Regions from separate parts of the Macaca mulatta genome. Here region 1 is linked to region 2. The links are chromatin contacts, called in public Hi-C maps. All regions are on one chromosome and are shown on one strand. The core of a region is the stretch at or near the end of the contact, and the rest is flanking DNA. Distances in the headings are between cores, read along the strand shown. Region 1 has its middle 17 kb from the start of ANKDD1A. Region 2 holds the start of PLEKHO2 (pleckstrin homology domain containing O2).

The links. Hi-C and Micro-C count contacts between places; a contact is called where the count stands out from the background.
Region 1: a contact with region 2 is called in a Hi-C map of CD4 T cells, with 5 times the contacts expected there. The contact joins the enhancer-like site here to the promoter of PLEKHO2 in region 2. A contact is called at or near these places in 5 of 14 Hi-C or Micro-C datasets (CD4 T cells, blood, cortical neurons and 2 more).

Annotation. Positions count from the first base shown.
Region 1 is chr7:42,313,922-42,318,438 of T2T-MMU8v2.0, reverse strand. No RefSeq gene overlaps it. Among named protein-coding and RNA genes, the nearest start is that of ANKDD1A, 17 kb to the left of the region's middle. Within about 2 kb of position 3,053, at least 23 of the 40 cell types and tissues checked have an H3K27ac peak or open chromatin away from gene starts, as enhancers often do. A contact at or near this core is called in CD4 T cells and blood, where this site is marked.
Region 2 is chr7:42,261,002-42,265,529 of T2T-MMU8v2.0, reverse strand. PLEKHO2 (pleckstrin homology domain containing O2) reads right to left here and starts at 1,807. Exons shown (of 6, transcript NM_001266727.2): 1 at 1,716-1,807. The coding sequence starts at 1,727.

The sequences.
Region 1 (4,517 bases), core at 1,804-4,303, 52 kb before region 2:
GGGAGCCACGGCGCTGGGAACAGAGTCAATCCCTACACAGAGGACCCAGCAAGCCTCAAGGGAGGGGCAGCATCTGGATTCCCAGTACACAATTGGCTCGTTGAATCAAAAAGTTCACAAGAGCCAGGCGCGGTGGCTCAAGCCTGTAATCCCAGCACTTTGGGAGGCCGAGGCGGGTGGATCACGAGGTCAGGAGATCGAGACTATCCTGGCTAACATGGTGAAACCCCGTCTCTACTAAAAATACAAAAAACTAGCCAGGCGTGGTGGTGGGCGCCTGTAGTCCCAGCTACTTGGGAGGCTGAGGCGGGAGAATGGCGTGAACCTGGGAGGTGGAGCTTGCAGTGAGCCGAGATCACGCCACTGCACTCCAGCCTGGGAGACACAGCGAGACTCCGTCTCAAAAAAAAAAAAAAAAAGTTCACAAGAAATAGTGGGCACACACTATGAATTTTAAAAGACAAGTCCAGGTTGCAAATATTTTGTCCCATTGTTTTATAACAGAGTATGAAGTGCCCCCAAAGAATCCATTATTGTGGCACCTAAATGACCTCTCACAGCCAGGTGGATCACAAAAATCTATGTTAAGGCCGGGCACAGTGGCTCACGCCTGTAATCCCAGCACTTTGGGAGGCTGAGGCGGGCGGATCACGAGGTCAGAAGATCGAGACCACCCTGGCTAACACAGTGAAACCCCGTCTCTACTAAAAATACAAAAAATTAGCCGGATGTGGTGGCGGGCGCCTGTAGTCCCAGCTATTCGGGAGGCTGAGGCAGGAGAATGGCGTGAACCTGGGAGGCGGAGCTTGCAGTGAGCCGAGATTGCGCCACTGCACTCCAGTCTGGGTGACAGAGCGAGACTCTGTCCCCGCCTCCCAAAAAAAAAAAAAAATCTATGTTATGCCAAACATCCTAAGCTTGACTTGGGGAAAGAGGATCCCCATTATGCTAGACACACAGATGCCAGCTGCCCCCAGCCTCAGCCTCATGGACATGGCACGTCCACACAGACTAATGTCAGCCAAGACAAAGGGTTACCCACTCTTGGGCTACTAGATTACTTGGTGACTTGAGTTAGTGCTCCCCTCCCCTTTACAGCAATGATCCTAACACCAGTGCTGGGCACTGTAAGGTCTGGAGGGGCCTCTGGTATCCCTGGAGAAAAGAGACTCTGCTTTTGCATGCTTCTTGTCAGCATGAGAGGCAAGGCCTGGTCTAAGTGACACTAAGGTTGCAGCCAGGACGTCTCTGACAGGGCTGCTGTCCTCAGATGTGAAGGCTTTGCTTCTCAGCCTCTTGCTACAGACCTCCCTCTCACATTAACTCCTGCCAGGACTTTTGGTTTCGGTTTCTGAGAGCAGAAATAAGTTCTACCCTCCCCCTCCTCCTACCCTACTTCCTTCACCCTTCTTTCTCCCACCCTGGTAGGAAATCCACCCCCCTCGTCCCTACCCCCAGTCCCCACCCCCAGTCCCAGTCTGAGAGGGACAAAGAAGAAGAAGAGAGGGATAGAGAAGGGAGGGAGAAAGGGAGTTGCCAGAGACCTCACTCCATCTTCAGGGCTGAGTGATCACTCACAAATCTGCAAATTGTGCCCTGTGCAACTCTAGAGGACCCTCAAGTCACCAAAATTTGCATATTTATTGGCACACTTTTCAGACAGATCGCAGTAAAGTGTCTTCAGAAGGAATAGTCTGAAGCTCTGGAGTGGGATTAAAGGGCTGAATGCCTTTCCGCTCTGATCTCCTAGAAGCCCCAAAGCACCCCCAGTACTTGAGCTGTAACCCACTTATCCCTCTTTGCTCAATTTCCCAGCTGGGCTAGAACCCCAGCTCAAAAGAGGCTCACCAGTCACCTCTAGGTCCATTTGTGGGGCCCCAAGCAAGTCTCTTCCTTTCTAGGCCTCAGTTTCCCCATCTGTAATATGTAAAGAGAACAAAATCTATATTTAACAGCTGAGTCTGTGCAGAGGGTGCTTGGAGGCAGACGATTACATTTGGGTTGCAGTCTCAGGGTCCTTCTGAAGGAAGGAGGTTGTTGGTTGTTCCCTTGACTGACAGCAGGGCTCAGAGAGGATTCTTTTGTTGAAGAATATCAAGAGGGACTGTGTGACCTGGGGCGGCTCCTCTAACCTCTCTAAACCTGTTACCTCCCCCATGAAATGGAGGTGGTAATATTCACCTTGCAGGTGGCTGTGACGACTGAAGGGAGTACTGTATGCAAAAGTGCTGGCGTGGAGGAGGCGGCAGAGGAGGGTGGCGGCGGGGCACGGCAGCCACTGCCTGAGCTCAGGCTCCAGGGCAGGAAACCCACCTGACAGGCCACTCCTTCCGCTCGCCTCCCGCGGTGGGCTCCCTCCCCTCTCTCTGCAGGGCCACACCTCTGGGAGGATGCCCAGGGCCTGCAAAGCGCTGAGGGAACCCCAAGGAGCCCACACCCCTTAGCCTGTCATGCCAGGCCCTCCCTTACCTACGCCCCCCGGCCACTCCCCACCCAGCCCCCCAACCTGCTCGACACCCCCAAACAAGCCATGCACACTTCCCTGCCTTTACCCAGGCTGCGTCCTTTCCGGGTCACATGCCCTTCCCTCTCTCCCTCCTCAAGACAGCTAAATCCTGCTCATTGTTTAGGGCCCAGCTCAAATGTCACCTTCTGAAGGAAACCTTTCCCTGCCCTTCCAGTAAAGAAAATACTCATTCTTCCTGTTGCCTCCCTCAGTCCCGCACTCAGTCCCGTCAGGAGTGCAGCGAGACTCCAGTCCGCCACATCCCCTCGCGGAGCCCCCGGTGCCTTATCTAGAAAATGGAGGTAAATCGTCCCTACTTGGGGGGCAGGACGAGTTCAATGGGACACGTCAGGCATCTAAACACAGCATGGGGCGCACACTAGAGACCGGCGAGTCCAGCCAGTCAGCCCCACTGAGAGGGAAGCACGCGCCAGGCCCCCTTTCCAGCCTCCTCTAGTTCCTCCCGGAGGAGCAGCTCACAGCTCATTGGAAGATCAACCAGGATTGACAGGTTCCCAGCCCAGTGGCTGGCTGGAGCAAGTGGTCGGCCCCTTCCCCTCTCTGGGGCCTCTACCTGCGGAAGGCAGGGCCGGGGGCCTGGTCTCCACACGCTGCCTGTGTCGGTCTGTGGGGCCGACCGCCCCACTGATGACTCAGGTCTCCTCCCCGCCCTTCCCCTTCAGGAAGAGGCCCTGTCATAATCGCAGTTGTACTACATAAAAATAGCTTCGTTTCACAGCGACATGAGCACAGCCTTTTCCACTGAAGGAAGAGGAAGGCAGTTTCCCCCTACGCATCCCCCGGGTCCCTCTTCAAAAGCGGATCCTCTGGGGGTGGGGTCTTCACACTTCTCAGCAATAGCCTCATCAGCGGCTTCCTCCCCGGCTTCGGCGCTGAAGGCTTTTTTTACTGCTTTGCGACCAGCTTCTCACCTTTTCTCATTTGGCCTTCGCGTCAGAGATGCCAGGCAGCTGAGGTTGCTGTACCCATTGTGCAGGTGTGGAAACCCAGGCCAGGAGAGGGAAGGTGACTGGTCTGAGGTCACACAGCAAGCTCGCGAGAGCCGAGTTGGGGGTCCCTGACTCCTTCACCGAGTTCCTTCCGCGCCAGCATCGGCCTCCTCCTAGGAAAGTACTGTGGCCACAGCCAGGTCAGCAAGAAAAAGGAGAGGCGAGGAAGGTTGAACGGAGCACAGATGTGAGGGGCAAGACGTTCATGCAACAAACATTCGTCTGGCCGGGTGAGGTGGCTCAGGGCTGTAATCCCAGCATTTTGGGAGACCAAGGCGCCAGATCACCTGAGGTCAGGAGTTCGAGACCAGCCTGGCCAACATGGTGAAACCCCATCTCTACTAAAAATACAAAACAAATTAGCCGGGCGTGGTGGTGCACGCCTGTAATCCCAGCTACTTGGGATTGGAGCCCAATGACAAATGGTTTCCCTGTCAGTCAGGCCTGCTGGACCGAGAGCAGCCTCTCCAGGCCTGAGACTGATGAGTCTCAGCCATAAGGCCCAGCCTAGGGTGTGGTGGCCCTTGCTTCCCATTGAATCCCTGCAGTGAAGTCACTGAGGAGACACCTGCCTGGTCTTGTGGTCTCTGCTCTTCCCCCTCAAATCCACCCTCTGTTATCAAAATGTAAGGCAGGTCAGAGGGCACAAGCTGGAAGCCTCCAAATAGGTATCTCATGGCACTAGAAAGAAAGGCACACTGTGTTCCCAGCTGGGTGCCTGAATGCGTAGGAGTACGGGCAGGTGACTGTGTGTGTGCACATGGTTGTGTACAAACTTGGGGTGTGTGTATCTTAGTCTGTTTTCTGTTATTTGTAACAGAATGCCTGAAACTGGGTAATTTATAAAGAAAAGGAATTCTTTCTTACAGTGGTGGAGGCTGAGAAGTCCAAGGCTGAAGGGCCGCACCCTGTGAGGTCCTTCTTGGTGATGGGGACTCTGCAGAGTCCTGAGGCCCTGCAGGGCATCACATGATGAGGGGGTTGAGCATGTTAGCTCAGAT
Region 2 (4,528 bases), core at 558-3,057:
TCACCTGAGGTCAGAAGTTCGAGACCAGCCTGACCAACATGGAGAAACCTCGTGTCGACTAAAAATACAAAATTAGCCAGGCGTGGTGGTGCATGCCTGTAATCCCAGCTACTCAGGAGGCTGAGGCAGGAGAATCACTTGAACCACGGAGGTGGAGGTTGCAGTGAGCCAATATCTCGCCACTGCACTCCAGCCTGGGCAACAAGAGCGAAACTCCATCTCAAAAAAAAAAAAAAAGATAAAAAAAGAAAAGAAAGTGGCAATGTGAGAGATTCAGGACCAAGGGGAGTACAGAGCTGAGCTGGGCCCAGGAGGTGTCCGGAGAACTTCCCTTAATTAGGGGCCAGAGCAGATCAGGAGATGGAGTAATCCTGACCCACATCCTCTGGGAGCAGGGGAGGGGCCCTGGCCAGAGAGCCCAGTCCTTGCAACAGGGGCCTGGGGAGGGCAGATGGCAGCCCCACCCAACAGCACGAAAGAAACCGCAGCAAATCAGAGAGGCCTGACTTTGCCCCCTACCTTCACCTACTGAGAGAAGGGGCCACTGTCAGGCCAGGAGTAGGAGGAGGACAGGCACTATATTTTGTAGAAGAGGAAATGAAGGCCGAGAGGGGAAGTGACTTATCTACCACCCCACAGAAAGGCAGGGCCTGGCCTAGAGGGAGCCCTGATGGAGGACCACTAGCTGCTCCTATCCATGGCCCCGGCAAAGTGGGAAGTGGGCACTGAAGGGACACCGGCAGCCTGGTCCACTCTGTGCTTCCCAGCTGGCCAGGGTTGCCCCAAGGCAGAGAGCTTCATCTTTCCTTCCCATCCAAGGAGGCAAAGATATGCCCCTTCCCTTGGGCTGGGAGGGCCTGAAGCTGGGACCCCCTCAGGGGATAAGAAACAAATTCACCTTCCTCTAGACCCAACAGGCCCCTCCTTTTAACTTAATCATTCCACGGGCACATATTAAGTGCTTGCTGCGTGCTGGACCCTCGGATAATGGGGCTGCTGGGAAAAATGAGTTTGCAAGTAAAGGGCAGAGGCAGGGGCAAGACCCGATGCCAGGCCAAGAGTGTTCTGAGTGGTTAGAAGGAGGATCCAGGGATACAGCTGGTCCAGCCCTCGGGTGGGGAAGGCAGGGACCAAGATCAGACCCTAGGTGGGCCTGACTCCCGATTCCTTCCCTACAGCTGCTCAGATGGATGTGGGGCGGGAAGACAGTGGGGGAAAAGGAGATACAGATTTATACAAGGGAGAAAAAAGCAACTTCTCCAGTCCTCCTGTCACCAAGGCATGGTCACATCCTTGAGACAGGAATCCCCCAACACATACACACACACACACACACACACACACACAGTCAGGATCCGACCTGGCCGGTACAGGGAGTCAGCGGTAATCGGGGTTCGAGCCCAGTCACCCAGGCCACTTTCAGCAAGTCATCAAACTCGCTGGAGTCTCAGTCTCCTGGTCAATCCAATGGGAACAGTAACAACCAAGACGCCCCACAACTGGTAAGAAAGTCAAAGAGAATGAAGGAGGACGCAGACTGCGAAGTCCCCGATATGGATCCCGCTCCCCGCCCCTGTCCCATTTGCCCAGGCTCTTTCTGAGGTGAGACTGGCGGGAGTGGGGCGGGCAGGAACGAGGGCCTGAGCCCAGGACCGCTAATCCCCGTGAGGGGCTCGAGGACCCCAGCCCAAGGCCCTGCCGGGCCCCGCCCTCACCTCCTCCTCCATGGCGAGTCCGCCGAGATCCCACCGCTCAGCCGCTCGCTCCCGGCGCCGCGCGGACTCTGCCACCGCGTCCACGCCCGGCCGGGAAGCGACTCTGCGTTCTGTCCCGCCGGCTGCCGGGGGCCCAAGAAACTTCGGGGGGGCGGGGCCGGGGGGCGGGGAGAAGCTTCCGGGGGCCGGGGCGGGGCCGGGGAGGGGGCGGCTGGGTCGCGGGCCCGGCCCAGGGCGGGAAATGGGTGGGGCGGGGGCGGGGCGGGGCGTGGGTTGGAGACTGGACTGAGGAGCCGGGCGGAGCTGGAACTGGAGGAAGAGGGCGGGACGGGGCGGAGAAGCTTTCCTGCACCCGCGGAGGGAGAAGGACTAGGAGGGGGCTGCGGTGCGACAGGGGAGGGGGCTTCCGGCCCAGAGACGGAGGCGAGGGTGGCGGGAGCGGCGCGCCGGCAGGGGTGGGGCGCACAGAGTGAGCGCTGGGGGCGCTAGCGGTGGAGCCCTTGAGGTCTCCTGAACCAGTGGGCTGGGGTTGCGAGACCGAGCCGAGCTGCCCTGGGCGGCCAGAGATGTGGGCACACAGAGGCTCCTCCTTTTTCCTCCCAGACGCCAGGCTGTGGGCGATGGCCTGGTCTTCTCTCTGGAACCTCTGAACGGGGCCGGGCCTGTAGCTTGGGTCTCTGTCCGGAGGGTGGTGTTACAGGAAGAGCTGGAGCTGAGAGTAGGGACTCCGGGGTCCCTTTACGGGACGGCCCGCCCCTGGCTCTCAGGGGTCTCCAAGCGTAGTGTTTTCCTGCCCTCCTTGGGCATCGCTCAATCCTTCCCGTATCTGAGGGTCGACCATCCCCCCGATCCCGCGGTGATCTTGCAGCCCTGACAGCCTTGCTGGAGAGTGGAAGTGTGGGGACCAGCAGAGAGTAATGATTTTAGTTATACCATGAGCCCTCATTTTACATTGGAGAAACTGAGGCCCAGAGAGAGAAAGTAACTGGCTGCATCGCAGCCTGCAGCACCGCTCCCCACCACAGACACATACTCCCTCTTAGCTCTCCTGGTCAATCCTGTCCCATGCCAAGGAAGGGAAAATTAAGTGCATGTGAGATCAGCGGTGACCACCTTCGGCTCAGGCTGCCTTAGCAGCGGCTGTGCCAGCGACCAAGCTCTCCTTTCACGGCCTTCTGCCAGCCCTCAGGCTCCCAGGCCACTTTCAGCCCTGTATGGAAAAGGGCAGCCTGGGGCTCCCAGGACAAGGGGGAAGGAGATGCAGGTACACTTCTCCCTCATGCCTGGGCCTGGGTTCCTTTATCTAAAGGAATGAAGAAAATTGAGGCTGATATTATCACTGGTCAAGAAAAAGAAAGAATAGAAAAGAGGAAGGAAGGAGAAAGACAGGAAGGAAGGAGGGAGGGAAGGAAGGAAGGAAAAAAGGAAAGAAAAAAAGAAAAAGAAAAGGAAGGAGAGAGAAAGGAAGGAAGGAGGGAGGGAAGGAAAGGAAAGAGCTGGGCGCGGTGGCTCACCCCTGTAATCCCAGCACTTTGGGAGGCCGAGGCGGGCGGATCACCTGAGGTCGGGAGTTCGAGACCAACCTGACCAATGTGGAGAAACCCTGTCTCCACTAAAAATACAAAATTAGCCGGAGAGGTGGTGCATCCCTGTAATCCCAGCTACTAGGGAGGCTGAAGCAGGAGAATCGCTTGAACCCGAAAGGCGGGGTTTGCAGTGAGCTGAGATCACACCATTGCACTCCAGCCTGGGCAACAAAAGCGAAACTCCGTCAAAAAAAAAAAAAGAGAGAGAGAGAAGGAAGGAAGAAAGGAAGGGAGGGAGGGACTGAGGGAGGGAAAAGAAAGAAAGGGGGGGAGGGAGGGAGAGAAGGAAAGAGAGAGAGAGAGAGGAAGGAAGGAAGAAGGAAAATTGAGGCTGAGGATCTGAGATAGTCTGTGTATGTAGCAACCTCTTTCAGCCACCATATGGTTTTATTCCCTCAATCTGCAGAGCTGTGCTGCATTGTACTCCAATGCCCCAGGACTCGGAAGATCTTGTTTCTGGAAACTCATGCTCTACCTGCAACAGAGCTGAGACCCTGGGGAAATTCATGTTGTTATGCAGAAGCAGCCCTTTGTAGGGAGAGAGCGGTGAGGTCAGGTTGGTTTTGACATCCAAATAGTTCTGTCATTTTGGGGAATGAGCCATTGAGAACTACTCTGGCCTCAGTTTCCCCGTCTAGCTCATGCTAGCCCTCTGGTTTTGCCTCTATACCGTGTGCATTCATTCAACACACGTATTTTATTTTATTTGATTGTCTGTCAGGCCCTATGATAGTGGCTAGAAGATAATGGCAGAGCTCAGGATCCCTGTCCTCTATTGGGGAGAAAGGCATGTAAGCAGATGAGAATGCCAAGTGTTAAATGAGAGGGTAAATGCACAGAGGAGGGGCACCAGAACCAGGACAAAGGGGTAGGACAGGCATTCTAGGGAGAGGGGACAGGGTGTAAGCAATGGCATGGAGGCATGAACAGCACAGCATGTGTGTGTAGGGCGGCCAGTCTGGAAAAGCAGACAGCTTTGTGCAGAGAGGGCCTTGTAGGTTGTGTGGAGGAGACCACATTTTAACCTCAGGGCAATGGGGAAGTCATTGAAGGTTTTAGGGTGTGGGGGTCTGTTTTGCATGTGTACCATTTAATCATTCTGCAGTGTACTGAGTGCCCCTTAAGTGAGGGTGCTTTCTAAGACATCATCCTACAATTATTCACTCAAAAGAATGTAAGGACCCCCTGTTATCTACTCACTATTCTAAACTCTCCCTGTATATCATT